Linked DNA regions of Rattus norvegicus: region 1 is linked to region 2. Evidence: chromatin contacts called from public Hi-C data. All regions are on one chromosome and are shown on one strand. Each heading gives the region's core, a stretch centred on a gene start, on an enhancer-like site or on the middle of the called end of the contact. The rest is flanking DNA. Distances are from core to core; before and after follow the strand shown. Region 1 holds the start of Msmo1 (methylsterol monooxygenase 1). Region 2 holds the start of Tmem192 (transmembrane protein 192).

Region 1 (6,899 bases), core at 1,762-4,261, 220 kb after region 2:
TCTGATGAAGGGCATCTGGGTTCTTTCCAGCTTCTGGCTATTATAAATAAGGCTGCTATGAACACAGTGGAGCATGTGTCTTTGTTATATGATGGGGCATCTTTTGGATATATGCCCAGGAGAGGTATAGCTGGGTCCTCAGGTAGTACTATGTCCAATTTTCTAGAACCACCAGACTGATTTCCAGAATGGTTGTACCAGCTTGCAATCCCACCAGCAATGGAGAAGTGTTCCTCTTTCTTCACATCTTTGCCAATATCTCCTGTCACTTGAGTTTTTGATCTTAGGTCATCCAGAGACTGCCCCACCTGGGAATCCATGCCACATGCAGTCACCAAACCCAGTCACGATTGCAGATGCCAGGAAGCACTTACTGACAGGGGCCTGATATGGATGTCTCCTGAGAGGCTCTGGCAGAGCCTTAGGATACTTGCAGCTAACCAGCAGACTGAGCTCAGGGAACCCACTGGAGGAGTTAGGGGAAGAACTGAAGGAGCTGAAGGGGTTTGCAACCCCATAGGAAGAACAACAATATCAACCAAGCAGACCCAGAGTTCCCAGAGACTAAACCACCAACCAAAGAACACACATGGAGGGACCCATGGCTCTAGCTGCATATGTAGCAAAGGATGGCCTCATCTGACATCAGTGGGAGGGAGGCCCTTGGTCTTGTGAAGGCTCGATGCCTCGGCATAGGGGGATGCCAGGGTGTTGAGGTGGGAGTGGGTAGGTGGATGGGGGAGCACCCTTATAGAAGCAGGGGGTGGGAGATGGGATAGAGGGTCTGTACAGGGGTCACTGGGATGGGGCACAACATTTGAAATGTGTATAAATAAAGTAACCAATAAAAATTTTTTATAAAGTTACAGCCTTATACCCCCAGAGCAGCCAATCACCAGTCTCAGACTGCCCAGGAGGAAGAGTTGGTTCTGGGAGAGCAACTCTGGTCACACTTAATAGCTGGAGGAAGAATTGCTTATGAAGCACCCCACTTTCCCTATGAGACATGTGTGCGACCTGACACATTCTTCGTCTTTGAGGTGACCTGCCTGCCTCCACACTTCATAAAGAATATGTGTGCTAACGGTATGGAATAATAGCCAGGAGTGTAAGGTACACTGGATTCACCAGAAACACTTATCAATGGAGCTTGTTCAGAGTTGAAGGGGAGGAAAGATTGTCAGTTCCAGGCAGGAAAGGGAGGGACAATGATATCCCTCTTAGAAACTCTAGGATGGCCTTCACACAGTGTGCACTTCAATGAAAATGTCTACAGAGAGTAGATGGGGGCAGGGCTAGCCTCCATGATACCCTTGTGCAATGTGTAAATGAGTGTGGTAGTGCACGTCCTTAATTCCAGCACTAGGGTGGCAGAGGCAGGTGGATCTCTGTTCAAGGCTGGCCAGATCTACATAATGAGACCCAGTCTCAAAAAACGAAACAACAACAACAAAAACAAAAACCAAAAAGGGCCATTTTAAAGATAAAAATCATGTCATATCCCTAGGCTGGTCTCATACTCAGAACAATCCTCCTGCTTCAACACCCCAAACACTGGGATTGCAGGCATATACCATCATTTCTATTTTATTTATTTAGTTTTGTCTGGGGAGGTTGTTCTTATTTTGAGATAGGGCCTCCTCAGTTAGCCTGATTGGCCTTGAACACATTATGTAGACAAAGTTGATCTTGAATTTCTAATCCTCCTGGCTCTACCTGCCAAGTGCCTGGGTTACACCACCATGGTGGCTATGTATGGCCTTGGGTCTTTTGTTTGTTTGTTTTGTTTTGTTTTGTTTTTTGTTGGTTGGTTTAGTTTTGTAAAAGACACCTTCTTTAAGCAAAAGGTTGGCTTCTTGTTATCACATCATCTCTACAAAGGATTTTCATAAGTGGTATAAAAGAAGCCTAGAGCTGTAGTCTTTGGGCACACACATGGCAACAATAGGTACACAGGCTTAGGTATTCTCAGCTCATTTGCTGGTTTAGGTCCAGGTCTTGACACCTCAGGGAACAGATAACTTAAAACCAATTTCCACTTGTGCAACCCCAGCCCTCTAGAATGCTAAGCATAAACTCTACCACGGGGCAGCCTTGTCAAGGCCTCAGCAGACTCTTGCCCCTCCCGCCGGCCTCTCTGAGTTTTGTTCTCTCCCCCGCAACACGGGAATGCTGGCGACTTTCTCTCAGACCTATTGCAGGATGTACATTGCATTGGTACCCTATGGTCCATGTACAGACCAGGCATAAACCTGACCTTCTGAGGTTAATCCTCAGAACCACAAAGTAAAAGGGGAGAACCAACTCCCCTTTTGAACACACACGGACAGACACTAAATGTATTAATAATAATAATAATAATATAATAATAATAATAATATAAAACTTTTAAAAGCTTCCCTTATTAAAGGACGTGAGAAGCAAGATGGATGATACAAGGCAGGAGGATTAGAGGTCAAGGCCATCCTTAGGTTACATATCTAGTTCAAAGGCCAGACCGTACATGAGACCTATCTCAAGAAAGACCGAAATCCAGAATAAACCACAGGAAAGCAAGAGCAAAAGCTCAAAATAGTCTTTAAAACATTTATACTACTTTTCCCTCCAGGGTTCTGGATGAAGCCAAACCAATGTGGGTAGCAAGATGCTACCCAGTCGGCCCACAGCACTGAGCAGCCTAGGAACCCGCAGCTTGGTTGCCAAGGCGACGCCTGGTTTGTGGCTGCCCCGCCCTGTCACGCCGTCACGCGCGCCCGCGCCGCCCCGCCTCCAGCTGCGCTGCCGCGCGATCGACTGGCTGGCCGCGCGGGTCTCACTATCCTCACTCCATCCGCGCAGCCAATGGCAGACGCCGCCAGGGGTTCGTTGACGTGAGTCACACGCTGTCCGGCCTCGGCGCGGACCAATCGCTGCACGGCGAGGGCAGGGCGGGAGTGGGGCGGACCAATTACGACAGGAGCACCCGGTCACGGCCTCCGGGCCCCGCCCCGAGCCGATGGAGGTAGTGAGAAGGCCGCTGCACCTGCCCGGTCTTTCGCCGAGACCGCTGTCAATCGCGGGGCACCAGGTAAGGAGCTCTCTAGCCCGAGCCGGGTGGAGGGCGGCTGAGAAGGGGACCGGCGGGGTGGGGTCGGGCCAAGGCCCGTAAGGATGCGGTGGGAAGGAGCCCAGCCGTGCAAGACTCCGGGCAAGGAGGCAAGGTTCTCAAGTGATGGAACTGGAATGCCAACACTTCCTGCCCTTTAAAGAGTTTGCAATCTCCTGGAGTCTGGATCGTTGACTTAAGTCTTAACAACTTTTTATAAAAAGCCATCACCACGTGGGGGTCATAGGGTGCGCTCTGTGTTTGTGCATCTGGGAAGGTGTCTCAGAGGTACCGAAGGATGTGGTTCCATGTGAGAGAGGGGTGCATGGACGAGTGGTCTAGTCTTCACCCGTAGGACAGCAACCCCTGCTTGAACCGTGAAGTTGTAACTTATGTTTAGATGGATCCTGACACTGCCTAAGGCTTATCTAAGCTGCAGTGCCAAAAGAGGGACTGGGATTGTCAGTTAAACTACGAATACATTTCTTTCATCTCCCACCCCCCCTTTTTTTTTTTAAATCCGAGGATCTAGTCCACCTGATTCAGATCGGATTTCCAGGCGAGCCGACTGTTCATAGCTGAGGAGGCAGGATATTCATTTCAACAAAGCCTGCTTTCTCCTGCCCGGTTGGATCACTTTCTCTGTCTGACACTTTGTTTAACTACATACCCATTTTCCTCCCCTCATTACAGAGCGTGAGCTCGGGGTAACTGAACTCTGTCTCAACATTCTCTGGAAGTTGGGAGACTTGGTTGAGGGTGCCGAGTTAGAGACTAGAACCCTTGCTTTGGAGGTGATGAAGTTCCCCAAGTTAGGTATTAAAGGGTTTTTGGGAGGGGCACTTGATGCTCTTAGGATGCCCTGAAGTTTGGCCCAAATCAAAACTGTCTTTGAGTGGAGATGGCCATCAGCCTCTTGGGTAATCAGAACCTAGGTCAGGATAGGAGTTGCAGATGATGGATAGCAGCATGTTCTTAAACCAGGGCCCCTCTGTTGTAACCTGGTCTCTCCAGTGTCATGTCTAGGTCTCCGTGTAGAAAGTGCTTCTGCCTGGAAACCCTGGGCCTCTCTGTCCTCATAGCTCTATAATCTTCCTTGTATCCTACATGTCACATTGGTTTGTGATGTTCTGGGACCTCCAGGAGGGGGGTAGGGGCAGCACAGTAACAACATATCATAGCCAGTCATTTGCTAGAGGGGATCTATGTGAATTCCATGAGACTAGGAAGAATGCCAAGTGGAGAAATGTGGAATCTTGATTGTTGCTGGGTGTGTGGGCGAATACTTGTAATCTCAGTGGAGGCAGGGGGATCAGGAGTTCAAGGTCATCCTTGCATAATTTTAAGCCCAACTTGGACTAAAGCCTTCATCTTGAGAGAGACAGAGACAGAGAGACACGGAGAGAGATCTCACCATCCAGATGGGTCAAATGAAATAAGTTCTGAAGAATATTGGATTTGATACCAGGGGCACTTCGTGATTTTTTTTTTTAAAGAATATGTTGAACATACTGATGAGAATAGAAAACAATGGGAAGGGAGATCATGGGGCCAGTGTGAGTAGAGCCTCTTCAGGAGGCCTGGGCAAGCCACTCTCTTCCACTCAGCATCTGTGCAGCTTTGGACAGGTCAGTTTTCATCCCAAACCCAGCTCATCATTGAGAACCAAGCTCATAGAAGTTCTTCCACCTCACCATGGCGAGGCAAGGGTTTAGCTTAAAGTGGCAGCATATACTGAGTATGCAGAAGGTGCTCAATAATTGTTAGCTTACTTTAGGTGCTGTGTGCCAGGTCTTATGTTCAGTACTGAACATGTCCTGTTTATTGGGGTTTCTCAGTGAATTATTGTTGAGATATTTTTTTCCCCTGATAGAATTATGGCTCAGGATTCTATCATCCCACAGGATCTGGGGCATGGACCAAGGAAGTGGGTGTGCCTTTGGTCATGGTCAGATTTGGTAATGACCCCGGGATGGAAAGTGGAGATTGGAGTGATAGTGGTGCGTTTTGTAACTTTGTAGTGGATGGTTGATAATATCTTCGTGTGGATGGGGAGCCCATGGTAGGAGACCATTGTGGGTGAAGGGTGGCACTTTTAATCTAGACTTTCTTTTTAAGAAGGGTGCAGTGGCCTGGAAAAGATGACAGAGATTAGGAATTTTTTTTCTGCCCCCACCCCTTCCCTTCCTTTCCCACTCTTTTCCTAGACAGTGTCTCATAGGAGCCAAGTTGGCCTGAAACGCACCATCTTCCCATTTCAGCCTCGTGAATGATGGGGTAGGGAAGTTTTTCTCTGGAAAAGCAGATTCAAATGTGTTTTTATTTTATTACTATTAACTTAAAGTTCGTTGTTTTGTGTATACTGAGTGTGTACCTGCATCTCTGTCTGTGGAAGCTTGATACCCTTGGGTAGAGGAGAAGGTGCCAGATCCTTTGGAACTAGAGCTATATATGGTTGCGAGCTACCATGCAAGTGCTGGGAACTGAACCTGGGTCCTTTGCAAGAGCAGCCAGTGCTGTTCACCGCTGACCCCAGTCTCCAGCCCACGCATGTATTTTTACAATGAAGGACATGAAATGAAAAAGGATAAAGGAGAGTCATATCCTGGTAAGATACAAACTTGGGAAGTAGGGAGGCAGAGGCTGATGAGTTCAAGGCTAGCCTCTTCCATTAAGTGGGTTCCAGGACAACCAGGGCTACTCAGAGAAACCCTATCTAGAAACGCAAAACAACACAGCACAGGACAAAGTGAAGCCAAAAGAACACAGGAAGACTTATTCTTGGAGAGAATGAGGACAACCTGTGAGGCCAGCAGGTATGGGAGGATAAGGGGTGGGACAGGAGGGAGTTTGGAGGTCTGAGAGGTGATTTACCTTCCTAGCCTCTGTCACATAGACTAGGATAAGAGATCAGTTGGAGAAGTGATAGAGCATTCTAGAAGTGCCTATTGTTAACTCTTCTAAGGCTATGAAAACACTATTGTATTTGAGATTATATATCCTGGATCCTTGGCTGGCATCGAACTTAGTATGTTATAACTAAGAGTCACTTGCACTTTGATCCTCCTGCCTCTGCTTCCAGAGTGCTGGATCATACATATACTATACCCTGTCTGTGTGATGTTAGAAATGGAACCACGGCTTTGTGCATTAGCCATGCTCTTTACCAACTAAGCCCTAAAATATGTTTTGTTTTGTTTTGTCTTGTTCTGTGTTTTTATGGAATGGTCCATCAATTCATAAATGACAAACATATTTTCACAAAAGTGAGATTCACGATGAAACTCGTCATGCTTGACTGGTGGGTGACTGGTTAGACTAACACTTATTAAATAGGAACCGTATGTTCTCCTTTAAGAGATTAAAATTATTAAAATTAAGCTGGGTATGGCACCTCAAGAACTCAGAAGACAGAGGGAAGTGGATCTCTGCTTTCAGGGGCAGCCTGGTCTGCAAAGTGAGTTCCGGGACAGCCAGGGCTATGCAGAGAAACCTTGTCTCAAAATAAAAAAAAAAAAAAAAAAAAGATGGGGGCTGGAGAGATGGCTCAGTGGTTAAGAGCACTGACTGCTCTTCCAGAAGTCCTGAGTTCAAATCCCAGCAGCCACATGGTGGCTCACAACCATCTATAAATAAAGTAAATAAATTAAAAAAAAGAAAAAGAGAAAGAAAGAGAAATTAAAATTGTATAGTAAGTATAATAGGGAGGTTTTCCTTCTGTCACTTCACAGACCACCCCTATATAAAGGTTTGCCCAGTACATTTTCTGGGTTGTGTGTCTGTACTGCACACACGCATGATATGACCCTGTACA
Region 2 (6,913 bases), core at 3,834-6,333:
ACACACACACACAATTTATTTTTTAAAGACTAAGAAGTAAGATGGATGATAACAGCTCAGAGACAGAGCTCTTACCTAGCACGTGTGAAGCCCTGGGTTGGTTCAACACTCGGTACTAGATTTCAATATGGGACTCTAAGGTGTCACCCAGACTTGGATGCTGCTGCTGCTTGATTTTCAGACTGAACACCTCATGCTGCTATTGTGCCGTTCGTACTCAATACAAGGAAGCTCCCACTTTGTCTGCCACAATCTATGGTGTGATTTTGCTTGTGTTTGGGGGGCCTGGAAATCTCTCTAGAGACGTGTGGCTGACCAGGAGCTTGCTGACTTCAACTCAACTTGTGGCAAGCCTCTTGCCTTTGCATCGCCACCAGGCTGGCTTACAATTCTAATTCCCATCAGGGCTCCTTCCTGGACACCCAAGACCTGGAGCATGTCACTGCTGTCCCCGACACACTATGTGTGTCTCCCTGTCATGAGAGGCAATAAGGCTTTCCCTAGTTTTTGTTTCTTCCTTTTGTCCAAGGCCTATTTGTCCATCCTTCCTGGTAGAGAACATTAGACACACTAATTCCTTGTCTGTCACAGGGACTAACTCGGCAGACACTGGTGCAGGAATCTGGATATGGTCCACATCTATCTTTACAGGTCTCCACAGCTCACGCAGCAGCACAAAGGCTCATCAGAAGAAATTAGGCCACAGGGAGGGGGGTCAACTGTGATCAGAGGTCGTTAGAGCTGTGGCTTTTGGGATAGGGAGTCCCCAAGTTAAACCAAGACAAAATTCAAGTCCCCTTGCTTCCAGGCTATGGGGAAGTTACGTCCACCTCTCTATTTGTTTCCTCTTTCTTTTTTAAGATTTATTTTTTATTTTATGTGTATGTATTGTACATACACCACATGCATGGAGGTACTCAATGAGGCGAGAAGAGGGCATCAGGACCCCTAGAGAAAGTTGTGACGCCGGGGGTGGGAGGGTTGGGGGGGGTCGGTGTTGGGAATAGAACCTGAGTCCTCTGTAAAATCAACGAGCAATCTCTCCAGCTTCAATTTCCTCCTCTCTGAAAAAGGCACTAATAAAAATTTAGGAAGATTTAAACAAATTACTACACAAAAAAAAAAAAACCTGCTTAGTACAGCACTTGGCTGACTGAGTGATTTGTTATTTTCTTCTCTTTTAATTTTTTTTCATTTTTCAAGACAGTATTTTTCTGTGTAGCCCTTACTGTCCTGAAATTCACTCTGTAGACCAGGCTGGTCTCAAACTCAAGAGATCTGCCTGCCTCTGCCTCTAGGAGACACCTGACTTGAGCCATTTTATACACACACACACACACACACACACACACACACACACACAAAACCCTGCTGGTCTTGAACTCACTACAAAGACTGAACTTGCTGTGAATTCACACAGACCCACATCTTTCTTCCTTCCAAGTGCTGGGATTAAAGAAGGAGGCCACTAAATCTGACCTCTATATCGACCTCTCCCCTCGACTCAAAATGTGGCCCATGCTAGTCTTGAGCCCAACATCTTCCTACCTTCTTTTCCTGGGATGTGTTTATTTATTCTACTAATCGGCTATTTTCTGCCACTGGGGGCTGAACCTTAGAGCAGTGCTCTGTCACTGAGACACATACCAGCCTCTATGAACTCTCATTACTCTCCTGTTCTTTATGTGATCTCTGATTTCTGCCACCCTTCCTACTCTGTCTCCGAGTTCCCTTGGTCTTCTGCTAGAACCTTTCAGTATTCTGACCTGAGGAGTCTTCCTCGATGCTCTCAAGAGGTCTACAATAACCCTCAGGTTTATCCTCACAAAAGCTGTGAGTACTTCCCCATTACCCTCAGGTCAGAACCCAAATGCTTCACCGGACTCGCTGCACTCTGGAAGAACTCTACACACACTTCCAGCCTGAGCCTTCATTTCTCTTCTTCATGTCCCGAGCTCTCAGGAAACCCCTTCCATCTCTACACCACTCCTACCTGTCTCACCACCTTCTCCTTGCTTAATTCATTTCTCAACTTGTCATAGGACAAGTTGTAGCTTTACAAAGTTCATTTTCTTTCTTTTTCTTTTCTTTCTTTCTTTCTTTTTCCTTTTTTCTTTTTTCTTTCTCTCTCTCTCTTTCTTTCTTTCTTTCTTTTTTGGTGGTTTTTCAAGACAAGGTGTCTCTGTGTCATCCTGGCTATCGTAGACCCTCACTAGGTAGACCAGGCTGGTCTCAAACTCAGAGATCCACTTGCCTGTTTCCTGAGTGCTGAGATTAAAGTGTGAGCCACCACTGCCTGGCTTGAATCATTTTCAATCAACTTATCGATCAACTTTTCTGTCTTCTTACAAATCTCTCCCCACCACAAACCTAGGACCACATGAGTGATACGCAAATGCTCTAACACTGAGCTACACCCCCAGAACCCCAAATTACTCCTTCATTTCCTTTATTTTGGCCGACAGCTCCCTAAGACCAAGGGTGACCTTAAGTTTAAGATTCCTTCCCCTTACTTCCTCAGTGCTGGGATTACAAATGTGTGCTACCATGCCTGGTTTCTGTGGTGCTAAGGACTGAGCTCAGGGATGTGTGCATGCTAAGCAAGCAAGAACTCTACCATGCTCGCCCAACCCATTTCCATGACTTATGACTGAGTTACTACCAAAGAATTCAGCTATTATTTTGGTCCCTACACTACCTCTTCATTTTCTTCCCCCAGTAACTACTTCCTTTGGGGACCTATGTCTATAGTGTATTAAGTCTTACTAGGACCCAGGTATAGTGGCTTCAGGAGGATTACCGTAAGCCAGAGGCTAGCCTGAGTCACCTAGTGTGAGCCTGTAAAAAACCAAAATTCATGTGGGATATCTTTAAATATTTCCCCTCTGCCTCTCTTGGTCTGAGGGTTGTCATACAACAAAAGATGGTTTGTAGACAGATCTCGGGTAAGGTCACAGCACCATATTCATGTCAGAGTACATACTGTGAAGGTGTGTCTCTGTTTTCAATTGTTAATTCTGTACCAGCAGAGAGCTAAATGCTAGGATTCTGGTCTTCCCATTTCTATGGCCCATTACTGGGTTTCTATTTTTGTAAATATTTGTTCTTCCTGCTCTGATCTAGAATTGTCTCTAGTTGGCTGTCATAAAGAGCTGACAGCCAGTAGTTAGGCAGGGGGTGGAGGGTGACTTTTCCAGGGGAGAAAGGGATTCTGGGAGAAGAAATCAGAGGTGAGGGATTCAGACAGCAGACAAGGGAATAAACAGAGGCGCCTGAGCTGAGCAGAGGTAGAGCTGGCCACAGCAGGACGTAGTGCCAGGATTAGTCAGGTTAGAGTAGCTAGAAGACAGCCCTCGATGAAAAGCCTAAGCTTTAAAATATTAAAAACTCAGTGTCATTATATACGAGCTAGGCCTGCTATACACTCACCCCAGTGAGGACTCTAAAATGCCTCCTATTACTTAAGACCCTTTGAGCTGCCTTTGTTTGGGTCCTTCAGAGGCCTGGGTGTTCATTTATTCAAAGCTGCAACAAGTCCTTGTCTTTATAAACGAGCCATTCATTCACTGACTCGCTTAAGCACCTGGGCTTGCAACATAGCCCATGTACAGCTCACTAAATGTGCACTTTGTTATCTACAAAATACCAAAGGCAGGCAACCTCCCTAGGTCCATAGGTTCAGCCACTTCATTGTTGGTGAAATACCCATCCCCGATTGTTTGCCGAAAGAAATATCCAGGACTGTACTTCTGAAAGATCCAAGAACTCCAGGGCAGGTTAGCACCGAGAAACACTGCTCGAGTTTTTTCTAAACCACTCATTTTCCTCTTATTTATTCCTTCCAGAAATTGTCAGTCCATGAAATCTCACTCGTAAAATTTCAAAAGCAATGCGCTATGCTTTAGATTAGTTCCATTGTTAGAAACATATTTCATGGAGAAAATTCAACTAGCTAGGTGGCAAGGTACTCCCACCATTGAGGCATTAAAATGGGCTGTCAGGGAACAGTTAGGCAAACTTAAGGCCAGGTTAGGCTATATAATGAGTACCAGGCCAGCTAGGGCTACCTAGCACATCTATAATAAGTAAATAAATGATTGCAGGACCCAAACACACAAGAATCTAAGCTCTTACAGTTCTGGAACTTTTTTTTTTTTAATGTAAGACCATGCTAATGTTTTTATTAGTTATTAGCTCAGGTCATTGTGCTAACATAATGTCAGCCTTGCATTTCTCAAGGGCAGGGCTTTTATTATGCCAATAGACAAAATAGTTTGTTCTGGAAACAAATGCAAATTTCCTCTCAAAGTGTCACCCCCCCTCTCACCTGATTTCAAATTAATCAGTGTCTTAATGAGTTCATAAACTCAAGATTTTTCCAATTGTATTATCATTCTATACTGGCTACACCGCGAAGTGGGCCACCTGGAACTTTTTTTTTTAAAGCAAGCAGGCATGCATCTAAGATTCAAACATCTTTCCGTTCCTATCATGCCTACATTCAAAACACATGATACACTTATGCTCCAATCTGCGTTTCCGGGAGATGAGAGCTACAGGTCCGCCCGAGGGAGGCTATTAGCCCAAGCACCAGTGTCACACCAGGAACCCAGTGCTCTCCAGTCGCAGCAGGAGGGCCCACATAAGCCGGGTCACCCCGGGCGTAAAAGTCCGCCTGTCAGTCTTTCCCAGGAAGGACCGATCAGGGTAGTGAGCATCACGTGAAGCTCTCATTTCCGGAACCAAAGACGCGCACTGCACGTGAGCCGCCGACTGAAGGGTCCCCCGCGCCAACCCTGCCGTGTCCCTCCGATTACACAGGAAGACGCTCCCGGAATCCGCGGTCCCCGCCCGTCGCGTCACCCCGCACCCCGCACCCCGCGTCCCCGATGGTGGAGCCGCTGCGACTCTGGGTAGCTCCCAGCCCGCTGTCTCCGCCCCCTGAGCTCAGCACAGGAAGCGGGATGGCGGCGACGGGGCTCGGCGCCTCACTCACGTCCTCCAGCCTACCGCCCGCCGCCATGACCCGCCGTCGCGGGCCGATGCCCCGCCAGCCTGACCTCTCCACCAGCGCCCCGGCGCCGAGGGCCCGGGACAGTCGCACCTACTTGGACCTGCGCGCCCCGCCCCGGACACACCCACTCTGCGCCAGCCCCGCCCCTAAGGCCACGCCCCTCGACTTAGATCAGCCGATCAGAAGCCAGGAGGAGTGTGGCCCTCCCTTCAGACTCCCGCTTTGGGTGTCGGTCTAGCCCAGGCGGTTGTTTCATCCGTTTATCAGAGATTTGGCAATTAAAAAAATGAATTTCTAGAGCAACCATTTAAACCATGTTTCGTCAACTACTCTTTAAACATTAACTTATTTCTGTTGCGTAGTTTTTGTTTGCAGCGATAGCTCTGTGTTCGGAAAAAGACGCAGTAAAAATTGTAATTCCACCTGTAGAGGGACTGACCTAGAATAGATTCTAATTTGTATAACAAATTTACAGTTGTCTCCACAGGAAATTCCTGTAGCTTTTGTTGTTCTTGTTGTTTTTGTTGTTGTTGTTGTTTTTTTAGGTATTCTGTTTCTGTTTTTTCTTTCCCCATCTCTTTTTCTGTCCTTTGATTATTTTTGGTTTCAGTTTTGCTTTTTGAGACAGGGTTTCTCTACATAGCTCTGCTGTTCTGAAACTCACTATGTAGACCAAGATGGCCTTGAACCCTCAGAGATTCACCTGTCTTTGTCTCCTCTAGTGGAGTGCTCAAATTAAAGGCTTGTGTCACCACTATGTGAATCCCGGGCTTGGTAGCAAAAGCCATTGGTTAGTCCTCATTTTTTTTTTTTAAATTAAAACAAGGTCTCAAGTAGCTTACGCTGACCTAGAAATTGATGTGCGCTGAAACTGACTTTCAGTTCCTGATCCCCTTGCCTTTGCACAGTGAAATCTGGCATTGTTAGTACACACCACCCACCTGACAAGTTGTTTTGTACATACAAAGTATTTTAAAATTGTTTTTATTTTATGTGTTTCAGTGTTTTATTTGCATGGGGGGCTGTGCACTGTGTGCATGCCTGTTGCCCAGGGAGGCCATAGGAGCTATTGGATCCTCTGACACTAGAGTTTGACAGTTGTTTTTGGGAATCAAACCCAGGTCCTTTGGAAGAATGGTTAGTGTATCTAAGTAGCACTGAGGCATCTCTGCAGCCCAAGTTTTAACACACACACACACACACACACACACACACACACACACACACACTGAATCGTACTGGGGAACTGGGTGTGGTAGCACACACCTGTAGTCTCAGGACTTAGAAGAGGCAGAAGGATCATGAGTTCAAGGCCAGGCTTTGCTCTATAGTAGATTAGAGGCACGCCTGGGTCACATGAGACTATCTCATGAAGAAGTAAAGAGAGAAGTGAGGAAGAGTCCGTAATGTCTGTGGGTGAGGAGGAATTGGGAAGCAAAGGTGTCATCAACACTGAGCAGACTGGGCCCCAAGGACAGTGGCTGGACTTGTCCGTTGGGAAGAATGCCTGTCCTCCTGTCCTGGAACAGGTAGTTGAATCATATTGGTTCCTTCCTCTCCCTAAAACCAGCTTCTCTACAGGCCCTGGAAAGGAATAACCCTGAAATCCTCAAAGAACATCTCCTTATGTGCTGCACAGTTTTAACTGGACTTTGCTCTTTTAAATAAGCGTTTACTGGCGCCTGTTAATTATATGTAATGATAGGTTTCATGGTGGCATTTTCATACGTGTTTATAAGGAATTTGGCTTATATAGCACCCGTTGCCTTCTCGTGTTCCCTCCCACTGATTCCCTTCCTTTTCCCAACTAGTCTCCTTTCTGATTTCACGGCAGCAATGTGGAATGTGTATGTGCATGCTCGAGCATGTGCATGTTTGTGTGTGATGTAATGAGTTTAA

Evidence for each region. Hi-C and Micro-C count contacts between places; a contact is called where the count stands out from the background.
Region 1: a contact with region 2 is called in a Hi-C map of liver, with 2.2 times the contacts expected there. The contact joins the promoter of Msmo1 here to the promoter of Tmem192 in region 2. A contact is called at or near these places in 7 of 12 Hi-C or Micro-C datasets (frontal cortex, hepatocytes, kidney and 3 more) and 1 of 1 datasets of contacts at active chromatin or transcription factors (oligodendrocytes).

What each region holds. Positions count from the first base shown.
Region 1 is chr16:29,744,102-29,751,000 of GRCr8, forward strand. Msmo1 (methylsterol monooxygenase 1) reads left to right here and starts at 3,012. Exons shown (of 6, transcript NM_080886.1): 1 at 3,012-3,067.
Region 2 is chr16:29,522,401-29,529,313 of GRCr8, forward strand. Tmem192 (transmembrane protein 192) reads right to left here and starts at 5,084. Exons shown (of 6, transcript NM_001014141.1): 1 at 4,997-5,084. The coding sequence starts at 5,023.